Linked DNA regions of Pan troglodytes: region 1 is linked to region 2. The links are chromatin contacts, called in public HiChIP or PLAC-seq maps. All regions are on one chromosome and are shown on one strand. The core of a region is the stretch at or near the end of the contact, and the rest is flanking DNA. Distances in the headings are between cores, read along the strand shown. Region 1 holds the start of TOMM40L (translocase of outer mitochondrial membrane 40 like). Region 2 holds the start of CFAP126 (cilia and flagella associated protein 126).

What was found. HiChIP or PLAC-seq counts read pairs in DNA pulled down with a chosen protein or histone mark.
Region 1: an H3K4me3 HiChIP or PLAC-seq map of stem cell-derived excitatory neurons shows a contact between it and region 2, with 11 times the contacts expected there. The contact joins the promoter of TOMM40L here to the promoter of CFAP126 in region 2. A contact is called at or near these places in 2 of 7 Hi-C or Micro-C datasets (induced pluripotent stem cells and stem cell-derived neural progenitor cells), 1 of 1 datasets of contacts at active chromatin or transcription factors (stem cell-derived excitatory neurons) and 1 of 1 other capture datasets (stem cell-derived neural stem cells).

Annotation. Positions count from the first base shown.
Region 1 is chr1:87,991,805-87,997,696 of NHGRI_mPanTro3-v2.0_pri, reverse strand. TOMM40L (translocase of outer mitochondrial membrane 40 like) reads left to right here and starts at 4,599. Exons shown (of 10, transcript XM_001173832.7): 1 at 4,599-4,791; 2 at 5,010-5,259; 3 at 5,543-5,610. The coding sequence starts at 5,145. APOA2 (apolipoprotein A2) reads right to left here and starts at 2,079. Exons shown (of 3, transcript NM_001008976.1): 1 at 2,028-2,079; 2 at 1,600-1,732; 3 at 1,087-1,204. The coding sequence starts at 2,079. The coding sequence ends at 1,087.
Region 2 is chr1:87,851,030-87,857,210 of NHGRI_mPanTro3-v2.0_pri, reverse strand. CFAP126 (cilia and flagella associated protein 126) reads right to left here and starts at 3,589. Exons shown (of 5, transcript XM_016930991.3): 1 at 3,479-3,589; 2 at 2,074-2,136; 3 at 1,833-1,913; 4 at 1,157-1,333; 5 at 365-781. The coding sequence starts at 3,505. The coding sequence ends at 596.

The DNA.
Region 1 (5,892 bases), core at 3,350-5,849, 140 kb before region 2:
AAAAATATATATATATTAGGGGGGCTCACTGTGTTTCTCAGTCTGGTCTGGAACTCCTGGCTTCAAGTGAGTCTCCCACCTCAGCCTTCCAAAGTGCTGGGGTTACAGGTGTGAGCCTCGATACCTGGTCTAGATAAGAGGTTTTAAATGGAGAAATTAGAGCACTTCTAGGGAGAGGAGCAAACTCAAGTCTTTTATTGTGGGAAAGGGGGAAACACAGTGTTCCCCTGGCTCAGGAGGGAAAGGAGGGCCTCGGGTGACACGTTGGGAAGCTTTCTTTTCTTCATAGAATGACTAACAGGAAATTATGAGGGGTACCCTCATTTTCTTTTTTTCTTTACTTTCTTTTTTTTTTTTTTTTTTTTGAGACAGAGTCTTGCTCTGTCACCTAGGCTGGAGTGCAGTGGCACAATGTCAGCTCACTGCAACCTCCGCCTCCCCGGTTCAAGCGATTCTCCTGCCTCAGTCTCCCGAGTAGCTGGGATTACAGGCACGTGCCACAACACCTGGCTAATTTTTGTATTTTTAGTAGAGACAGGGTTTTACCATGTTGGCTAGGCTGGTCTGGAACTCCTGATCTCAAGTGATCCACCTGCCTTGGCCTCCCAAAGTGCAGGGATTACAGGTGTGAGCCACTGCGCCCCACCAGGGTACCCTCATTTTCTATGACCTCCAGAAATCGAGGGATTCAGTTTGTGAATCCTTCCTTCCTCGCCTAGTTCCGTGTGCAATGCAAAGCCTCTTTAGTGTTCACCTGCAGAGTCGTGCCCAGGCTGTAGGAGACTCTTTGGGTTTGGAGAAGAATCATGGCACCCTCATCCTGTCATTTTCATCAGTTGTGTCTTCAATCCTTTCTTCACCCCTCCACACTCAAACTTCTCTCCTTCTAGAAGCAGATTTTTCCTTTTCCTTCCTCTTCTCCTCCCTTACTCCCCTACTTTTCCCAGTCCCGCAAACATACCAGGCTCAGAGCTGGATTCATTCAGCATTTATTGTAGCAAAGAGTGGGTAGGGACAGGAGCTCTAGGCCTGGCCAGTGGGTGTTCTAGAGGCCAGCTGGGGTTGGAAGACAATGGTCTGGACACTTCACTGGGTGGCAGGCTGTGTTCCAAGTTCCATGAAATAGCTCAAGAAGTTAACCAGTTCCGTTCCAGCCTTCTTGATCAGGGGTGTCAGCTGCTCCTTTGACTTTTCAAAGTAAGACCTGGATAGGCGAGGGGATTAGAGTTTAATCTGAGGGACCCTAGGCACTGGCAGGGGCCTTGGTGGTGGTGGGAGGTCAGAGCAGACTGACTCAGGTCCCCAAACTCTAGTGCCTGGTCCATCGCATGGCAAAGCCCCTAGGTAGGAGTAGAGTCAAGACCTTTGCTAGGTAGAGGGACAGACTCTAGAGACTGAAATTCAAGGCCCAGTTCTTGCTGTTCCTCTCTATCTAAGAGACGTGTGGGATCTTTGGGTGATGAAGTACTTTTTCTCTGCAATTTAAGCCTAATCTGCCCTAATCCCCACCCCTGGGTTCAGACTTCTGTGGGACCTCTCATCTTCCCTTCTTTCTCTCCACAGTTCCACAGCCCCTGAACTCCTTGCTCTGAGACTTACTTGGCCTCGGCCTGAAGCTCTGGGCTCTTGACCTTCTCCATCAGGTCCTTGCCATAGTCAGTCACGGTCTGGAAGTACTGAGAAACCAGGTTGTCCACACATGGCTCCTTTGCCTGTCTCCGAACCAAAGCTCCTGCACACACACACACACACACACACACACACACACACACTCTTTTCAGCTGGGTCCACAGCAATGAATCCTGGCCTCCTGCCATACCTCTGCCAGTACCCACCCCAGCTGTCTGCCCCCTCCCCAAAAAGGTATCCAGCCAGATCTCTGGATGGGCTTTCTGGGCTTTAGAGAGGGAATGATCTTCCTTTTGAGCCCTCTGGTTGCCAGACCTGGATATAAGAGCACAGGCAGATAGGTAGCTATAACCACCAGCACATTCTCCCTTTTGGCCCCCTCTCCATATCACACCCACCTTCAAGGCTGCAGATGGTGAGGAGCAGCACAGTTGCTGCGAGCAGCTTCATGTTGGTAACAGTGGGGAAGGCGGCCTAGGAAGAGGGTGGTGGGGGTTTGGGGGACACTGAAGCCAAATGGGCTTCAGCTCCTCCCCAGGGATCTCCCTACCTGCTGCCCATTCCAACCTGGCTCTCTCCCTCTCCACAACTGAAGCCCAGGCCTCTTTGGATGCTGCTCACACATCTTGCCTCCTTATCTTACCTAGTCAGCGTCTCTGTCCTTGGTGTCTGTGCCTGCCCTGGCTGGAGAGGAAGGGGCTATATACCTGTCTGTTTACCCACCCCCTGTCAGGTGACAGGGACTATGGATGGGCCCAGTGGGGCAGGGATTATGTGAGGATAAACAAGTTGGAGAAATGGGGGAGGAGAGGACAAGCACATGGAAGACTCATGGTGATGGGGTGAGAGGCAGGGGGTACAGCTCTTAGTGGAGGCTAAGGGGGTACACTTCAGGTATATTTGAGGTTCATTCTTTTGAGATCTGAGGTCCTTGGACTTGAATGCAACAGGAAGCAGGATTCCAAGTTATTTCTCTGGAAAGCTCTGACATATCAACACATGGAATACCATCAACCCATCATACCATGGAAAGCTTATGGTGTCTTTATTCCATTATGGGTAGATCTCATCTCTCAACCTTATCCCACTTTACTGCAACTTGGCAGAGAGATATTGGGGAGCAGAAGAAAGGAGAAAGGAATTGAAATCAGGGACAGGGTTGAGGGCTATGGGGGTTAGGGGAATGAGGGTCGGGTAAGAGGGCAAGTGTAAATGATCTTGTCCGTTTTTGAGTTAATGTGTAATGAGACGGGGAGAAAACAGGAGAGCCCAGAATGACCTGGATGCTGATCACTGAACATACCCTACCCCCAGTAAAACAAATTCAGAAAACAGCTTCCGCCCATACCCTCCCAACGGAGGGCTCTGGCAGGAAAAGAGGTGAATAAGAGGCTTCTACCAGGGTAAAGGTTGAAGGCGCCTGGTCATTTGATCACCTTATCAGTTCTAGGCAGTGATCAGCCAATATTGAGTCAGCAGGGGCAATAGCCCTGGCCCTTGTCTCACTCCTGTTGGGGGTGGGGGAGGGGGAGAGGTACATTCCCAGGTTCAAAGCATTTGGGTGAAATCAGTTAAATAGATATCAGAAGCTTTTGTATCTTTCACCCTTTTGCCCCCCAAGCATACTCGCTGAGTATGTGGAACATTCCTGAGGGTGAGAGTGGAGGCGCAGAGCTAATGAGGGAGGTAGTGACCAGAGACCAAGAAATCTTTGTTTTTTAACTTTTGTTTTAAATTCAGAAGTGTATGTGCAGGTTTTTTTGTTTGTTTGTTTTCCTGAGACGGAGTTTTGCTCTTGTTGCTCAGGCTGGAGCGTAATGGCATGATCTCGGCTCACTGCAACCTCCACCTCCTGGGTTCAAGCGATTCTCCTGCCTCAGCATCCCAAGTAGCTGGGATTACAGGCATGCGCCACCACGCCCGGGTAATTTTGTATTTTTAGTAGAGACGGGGTTTCTCCATGTTGGTCAGGCTGGTCTTGAACTCCCGACCTCAGGTGATCTGCCCGCCTCGGCCTCCCAAAGTGCTAGGATTACAGGCATGAGCCACCGCGCCTGGCCTATATATGCAAGTTTGTTACACACGTAAACTTGTGTCATGGGGATTTGTTGTACAGATTATTTCATCACCCAGGTATTAAGCCTAATATCCATTAGTTATTTTTCTTGATCTTCTCCCTCCTCCCACCCTTCACCCTCCAAGACCAAGAACTCTTACTCCATTTTCAATTATTCCCCTGTGGAGCGCTTAGTGCTTGAGGTCAGCCCTTTGGCTTGTCCTTGGTCCTGGGATGGAGTGCTTTTGGGGGCCAGGCTCCATATTCCTAGATTTTATTTGCCAACTCTGCCTTGGAACTCAGGGAAGGAAGGGTTAAATACAGAAAGCAGCTGTTTCAGCGAATAGTTCTGCTAGAACTTACTCCTCTGCGCCAAACTCTCACACCCGTTTCCATTCCACCAAGTGGTCAAGAGCGGGGACTTCGAGAGATGTAGACCTCCAGAAGAGAAGGGTGGGTCCCTGTTCTAGGGAGTGCTGCGCTTAATGAGTAGTACTCATTTGGAGGTGCGCTGTGGAGGGCTGTGAGGAGGATTTCCCATGGGTTCTTTGGAGAGAAGGGAGCGAAAGAAATGAACCAGGGTTCCAAAGAAGTCTTCATAATCGTTCTTTCTGCCACCCTTCACACTATGCCAGTCTACAAGCTGTAGTTTCACTTTTCTGATGGATGAAACTACATGGGTGGAAGGAGCTTCAGTGGCCCAAGCTACAAGATGCTCCCTCTAGTGTCTTGCACGCTCACAAGTTTTTTTCCGACCTTGGAGAGGCCTAGTGATCTAAAGCCTTCCACTTCAAGTCCTGCCCGCCTCTGCAGCTCCAGGGTTGAAGCTCTTGGGCCGTCAGACCTGCCACTCATTTTCTTCCTCCCTTCCCATTGGCCCATGGTAAATAGGAGGCTTTTTTTTTTTTTTTCATTGATTGGGCGGGGCCCAATCAGGGTTGGGTTGGGTCTTTGACAGCTTTCTTTGCCAGATTCAAAGATGGCGCTTACGGCCACGCTAAGAATGCAGCGTGAAGCTGCAGTTCTGCCATCACTCAAGATGGCTGCCCCCATCAAGATGACCGGGGTGTGCCGGGGGGAAAGGGGCAGCATGATGGTCTGAGATGGTAAGGGATACTGCACCATTGCAGGCCTGGTCTTGGGGCCTGGGAATGAAGAATAGAGAGGCTAGGGAGCTAGGTGAAGTCTGTGGTGGGGGCTAGGATCAGAGAAAGGGAGAGAGGACAAGGGTGACAAGTGGGGGTGAGAGATCAAAGATGGGGCGGGAGTGTGCCTAGGGTTGTCTCTCCATGAGTGCTCTCCTTCCCTACTCTTCCTGTTCCAGGTGTAGCGTCGGACCATGTGGAAGTTTCTGAGGCTGGGGAGCCGGATAATGGGGGGTGGGGCCCGTTGGGGGGTAAAGGGGCAATAGCGTCCTTTCACAGGCTAACCTCGGCCCTTCCCAGTCCTCTGGACTAAAATGGGGAACACATTGGGCCTGGCACCAATGGGGACTTTGCCCCGCCGGAGCCCCCGCCGAGAGGAACCCCTGCCCAACCCTGGGAGCTTCGATGAGCTGCACCGGCTATGCAAAGGTGAGAACTTGGCACTTGGGTGTCTCAGGATGAAGGGGCAGAGGAGTGGAGGGTCTTGAATGCCGGATGTCTGGCGATGGGAGCAGGAAAGGGGAGATCATAGCTGGGTCATGCAGCCTCAGGGAGGATCAGGTGCCCAAATGAAGTGGAGCATTTCATTGCAGGACTTGAAAGGAGGTTAATTCCTCCAAAGTGTTCCCTATGGGATTGAAAGGGGAGACTATCTTTTGGGATAGGGGTTCTTTGTCTGTGCTTATTCCTTCCCTTCCCCTACCCCCTTCAGATGTATTCCCAGCACAGATGGAGGGCGTGAAGCTCGTTGTCAACAAGGTTCTGAGCAGCCATTTCCAGGTGCTCCCACTTCTCTGGCCCCTCCTTACTATTCCCCCTTTCCTGTCCCTGGATCATCTTCTCCTTTCCTTTGTACTCCAGCCCTAGCCAGTCTATGTGGGACAAATGAGGGAGGATATGGGGTTCTCTTTACCTCCGTGCCTGTGGGACTTGTTGCTTTTAATCTGATGACCTTCTCTGTATATGTTGGAATATTTAGGATTCTTGAGAGGCCCTCTGGATGGGGAAAAGACTAAGGGTGGGATGAGGGATTGAAGTGGAGCAGGAATGCGCTTTTCTCCA
Region 2 (6,181 bases), core at 2,340-4,839:
ACACAAGCATAGTATCTTCTACTTTGGTTTTCCCTACCTTTTCTTCCCCACCTTCTCCAAACACACATATACATACTCTACTCAATTCTATTTCTGATTTTGTAGTTGTTAGTTGTGCATGCTCAGGATAAAAAATGAGTGGGTAGGGTTGAGGGACTGGTTCTTTGAGGTTCTGCCCTTTTTCCATGATTCAGACCAACTTTCTCTTGGTCATTTCTGGAGTATAACTGACTCAATTCTTGTAAAAATGTGTTCCACCCAAACCACTGTATGTTCTTTTCCCTACTTTATTTTCTCCTACCTTCCTTCTCCTAATTGTGTTACAAGAGGCAGCCATAGCAAGAATGGAAAATCCAGATCAGTAAAAGATTCAACAAAAAAAGTTTATTTTCCAAATTTGCTTTTACTCCCACCCCAAAATTTCCCTGTTTCACAGTTCTGACTGGGGGCTCTTGTTTATTTCACTCAGTCGCTATATGGGTTTTTCAGTGTGTGGCCACTTGGTCCATATGAAGTTCCAGGTTTGTATTTCTGGACCTCAGCTAGATTACGCCCTGCCCAGAGTTCTAGCATACGTGGACTTCCAGGTGGGCTCTTAGGATTTGGCTGGGCTTTGGGGACCTGGAGTATGACCTGCAGAGGGGTGTGAGCTTTGGAGTTCATCTGGGGAATTGAGGTTGGCAGCTGGGGAGCTTGGAATTATGGTTGGACTTCGTGCTTGTTGTACAGTCTTTGTGATAGACTTCTTTCTGAGTTTCTTCTGACTGTCTGGATCATGGGGCTGTCAGTGATAAGAGTGAGAGAGAGAGTCATGTCTCTGGTCAGGCCCGGATCATTCCTAATGCACCTCAGGATTCTAACTCCCTTTCTCCCCATACCATGGGCAGTAGATCAAGTTTCAAATAAGAAAAGTTAAATTTGATTTCTCTAACCACCCTCCCCCACCTTGAGATTAGATCATTTTCTACTGTTGGGGGTATGATGTCCTTAGCCCATCCCTTCAGGCCTCAGAAGGTGATTAAGGACTAGTCAAGATAAGACAAATTGGTTAGAGGTCCCCCATGCTGGGATAGTGGTGGCATAACAATAGACATTTTTTGAGGTTGAAAAGAAATTGAGACAACAGGGTTTTGGGTTAGATGGGAAGAATAGATACCTTGCCTAAGATTTCAGGACACAGCCCATTGGAGGCCTTGAGTAAATCAGGATTTTTCTGTATCCATTTGGTGAGGGAGGCAGCACCAGCAGTTGTACGGGAGGTCAGGGTCACCCGAGCAGGGGGTATCTTCAGAGGCATTTGCCAGGTGCCCATGAAGGAACCCCAAGGATTTGCCTAAAAATGAAAAGGGATTCCTCAGTAGGGCTTCTCACTCCCAGTAACTGACTTAGACCTCTGTTTGTATTATTTCCTTTCTTTACCTTTAGGAATGCATGGTTATGAAACAAGACTGAAAGCGTAATCTTCCCACCTTTCCTTATCCCCCTCCCTCATTTAGGCTTTGCAGGCCTAATTTTTTCATCCCCTTTACTCTGCCAACTTAAATTCCACATCCTTAGGCTGAGTGTGGCAAAGGAGTACCCACTGCACAAATGTCATCACCTGAAGGCTTTCATTTATACAGATCATTGATCAATTTAAGAACTTCTGAAGGGTGCTAAACACAACTCTATCCTGCTGGGTAAGCTGGCCGGAAGTTCAGGGGCTCTCACATTACAACATGAATTAGATTAAACTTTAATTTTCCCGATAATGGCTGTGAGAGACTGCACATCTCCCAGTTCTGTGCCTTAATTGTTTGCCTTTCTTGATAGGAGTGAAGATAGTATCTCACCTTGGAATGGGGCACAGAAGGCAGTAGATGACCACGATCGTTGGCAATAATTTGAGTGTAGCCTTCATGAGAAGAGATGCTCTGGGGTACAAGTGGGAGAGATAAAGGTTTGTGAGGGGAAAAAGGGAAGTATTTGGGGAGCTTGGTCAGAGAAGAATATGGGAGTTTAGAGAATGCTAAAAGGAGTTAATTGACAGGGAGAGCATGAGGCTATCTTGTAGGTGCACTGAACATGGAATACCTCTTTTGTTGGCTTAGTGGGAGACCAGTTCTGCAGATACTTGGATGAGAAAGCCTTTTCATACTGTGGAGAGAAAGATAAGTAGCCCTATGAGACTTCAAGGCCCCAAACCCAGGAAATGAAGACTAGGCACAATTCTTTAGATTTGAAGACCAAAGGCCTGACCAACCATGTAGGCTTTAAATCACTATGACAAGGGTGTAATTTGTTTGGTCTAGATGTGTGCTGTCCAACATGGAGCCGGGAGCCACATGGAGCTGTTGAGCACCTGAAATATGACTAGTTCAAATTGAGGTGCTTTATAAATATGAAATATGCTGAATTTTGAAGTTTTTTTCTTTTCTTTTTTTTTTTTTGAGATAGGATCTTGGTCTGCCACCTGGGTTGGGGTCAGTGGCATGATCCTAGCTCACTGCAGCCTTGGACACCTGGATTCAAGCGATCCTCCTCCCTCAGACTCACAGGTAGCTGGGACTACAGGTGCATGCCACCATGTCCAGCTAATTTTTAAATTTACTTGTAGAGATGAGGTCTCACCATATTGCCCAGGGTGGTCTCAAACTCCTGGCCTCAAGCGATCCTTGTGCCTCAGCCTCCCAAAGTGTTGGGATTACAGACGTGAGCTACAACACCCAGCAGGTTTTGGAGATTTAGTACAAAAAAAGAACGTAAAATGTCTGATTATAATTTTTTAAATACTGATTAAATGTTGACATAATATTTGGATTTATTGGGTTAAATTCAATATATTTAAATTTTATGTTTTAATTTTTTCATGTAGCTACTAGAAAATTTAAAATTACATTTGTGGCTCGCACTCTTTTTGTTGGGCAGCACTGGTCTAGATCAGGAGTTGGTAAACTATGGCCTATGGGCCATATCCATATTGCTGCCTGTTTGGGGATGGCCTGAGAGTAAGGGTGATGTTTATAAATGAACATTTACAGTTGATTCAATCAAATGGAACACTAACTTTGAATCCCAGTTAAGTGAAATGTTTTCTCAACCCCCAAAATTCCATTATTTTCATTAGTAGTACAAAAAATTGTACTCAGTTATATTTTGAATTTGTCAAAAATGTTATGGAAAAATGTTTTTCTTTAATTATGCAAGTAGCTACAGAATATTTTTGACTTTGCCACTTGGCCTGCAAAGCCTAAAATTTTTACACTCCACCCTTTTACAGAAAAAAAATTGCCAACTTCTGGTTTACACCCTACAAATTTAACCCAGAGATACCTTTGGATCGCCCCTGGGCTCTCTCTATCCCTGAGGAGGTAAAATATTATCTCACTCCACTCTCAGCTATCTGTTCAAAGATCAGAATCCTATGAGAGGGGACAGTCCAAAGATAGAATCTGAAAAACAAAAGTAAACGTTAAAGAAATGGAGAATGGGAACTTACCTGGTTGGCACTGTAGTTAGTGGCCATGATCTTGTGCTGTTTACACTCGTTGCTTGGCAACTGCAGAAGGCCGACCTCCTGGGACTACCAATGAGCAGAGGCTGCCTTTCTCTTCTGCTTATTATTATTCACTTCCTTGGCTCACACTGCCCCCATTTGTTTTCTCTGGAACTTAGATTCATTTTTATTTTAGAGACGGGAAAGACTGAGTAAATGTGAGAAAATTAGCTGAATAGCCACTACTTTTTTTCTGGCATAACCTACCCCTGCTTAAGAACTTCCACGGGCCTTTGATTGGGGTTTTTAACCACTTTAACAAACCATGTAACCCTGAGAGCTATACTTGTTGGACAACATGGTGTAATGTACCACAGGCTGTAGAGCCAGATACTGGGGTTTGAATCCTTATTCAACATGGGAACATAGGAGCTATATGACATTAAACAACTGTCTTGTCTTCACTAAATTTCTATCAACTCATTTGTATTGTGGAGATAATAGAGCCTGCTTTTACAGGGTAAGTGAGATAAAATGAATAAAGTGTCTAGACAATATCATAGCATAGTAGGTATTCAATCCTGGTGAGATCCTGTTTATAAGGCCCACTACTTCGTTTTATCAGACAGAATAACAAAGGAACAATATTTAAAAAGCAACTAGCTCAAATCTGTCCCCAGAAGGAAAAACATATCTTGTCCTTGGTCCTTAAAAAATTTCCTCTGTCACTGTCTAGAAGCACAGCACCTAAGAACACAGGCGTTTAGTGTTGACTGGAATAAAATGGAATCAGGTGCTGGTGCAGGGAGATTGAGCAGGGATGAAGAGAGAAAGTCACAGAGTGGAAAGGTTCAGGTTTGGAGAGTTCAATGGGGGGGAGCCAGGACATAAGCCTAATATTTGTGGGACAAGGAAACCCCTCTGAAACTCATAAAATGGCATTTTAATACCCATCTACGAGGTGGTTAAGAGAATTAATAAGTAAGTAGAACTGTGCTTTGTGAATTGTAAAGTGAATTTATATATAAGGTGTCAAGATGAAAGGGAAAAACTAAGAAATAAGTTGCCCAAAGATATCATTAGGACCAGGAGACCATTATAAAGCATATCCAGGCCGGGCGCGGTGGCTCACGCCTGTAATCCCAGCACTTTGGGTGGCCGAAGCAGGCGGATCACAAGGTCAGGAGTTCAAGACCAGCCTGGCCAACATGGAGAAACCCTGTCTCTACTAAAAATACAAAAAATTAGCCAGGCATGGTGGCGCATGCCTCTAATCCCAGCTACTCGGGTGGCTGAGGCAGGAGAATTGCTTGAACCCGGGAGGCGGAGGTTGCAATGAGCAGAGATCGTGCCACTGCACTTCAGCCAGGGCGACAGCGTGAGACTCCGTCTCAAAAAATAAAAAATAAATAAAGTATATCCATCAGTCCCTTCTCTTTTCCTTCTTCCCCCAAAATCCTCATCTTAACCAACACACCAAGTATAAGAGCACTCCTATGCTTCTGCAGATGGAGGGAAGAACACACCAAGTATAAGAGCACTCCTATGCTTCTGCAGATGGAGGGAAGAACAGCTCTTGTTTTATAGGCTCTGGAGTTAATACCTGGATAATGTGAGATCTGGAAAGATAACTCATGTGCTTAGTCCCTGTGGTTCTTATCACTCTCTAGAGAAGAGTTCTTTAAGGACCAAGGACTATCTTTGCTCTAGGATATCCATTTTGGCCCTTTAATCTGCAATGATAGGCTAGCATTATTTCTCTTAGAATTTGTCTTCAGTTGGTATGCCTCCCTCTGCCTTTCTGATAGGGATGTAATGATAAATGATGACTGCACTCATTTTTAAAAGTTAACTAGTTTTTGTTCAATTGAAAAAGTAATGTACATGGAAAAAATTTCATGTTTACAGGATGTTCAGTGAAAAGCAAATCTCCATTTGATTTCAACTCTCAGTCTTGCTCCTCAGGGCAACTGCTGTTACTCATTTCTTGTGTCTCCTTCCAGAAATCTTCTCTGCATACAAACACTAATGAGAGAGCTGTCCACATTGCTTTTTGATTTGCTTTTTGACTATCTTGGGGATTATGTTTTTATCATAATATTCCATTTTGGGATGCACCATAGTTTGTTCAGACCCATATGGATGACCATTTAGTTTATTTATAGTCTTTTGCTAATAAGGACATTGCTGTAATGAAAAATCCCTATGTATCTTTATGAACATGTATGTATGTATTTTTATGTACATATGTGATCTGTAGGATAAATGTTTTAAAGTACATTGCAAAGTCAAAAGGGTTTGTGCATTTAAAATAAGTAGATAGGCTGGGTGCGGTGGCTCACGTCTGTAATCCCAGCACTTTGGGAGGCTGAGGTGGGCGATCACGAGGTCAGGAGATCGAGACCATCCTGGCTAACATGGTGAAACCCCGTCTCTACTAAAAATACAAAACATTAGCTGGGCGTGTGGCGGGCGCCTGTAGTCCCAGCTACTCAGGAGGCTGAGGCAAGAGAATGGCGTGAACCCAGGAGGCGGAGCTTGCAGTGAGCCAATTTTGCGCCACTGCACTCCAGCCTGGGTGACAGAGCGAGACTCCGTCTCAAAAAAAAATAAATAAATAAAATAAGTAGATAATGTCAAATTACCACTGAAAGACATTGTGCCAGTTTGTACTTCTACCAGTGGTGTATGATGGCATATGAGTGC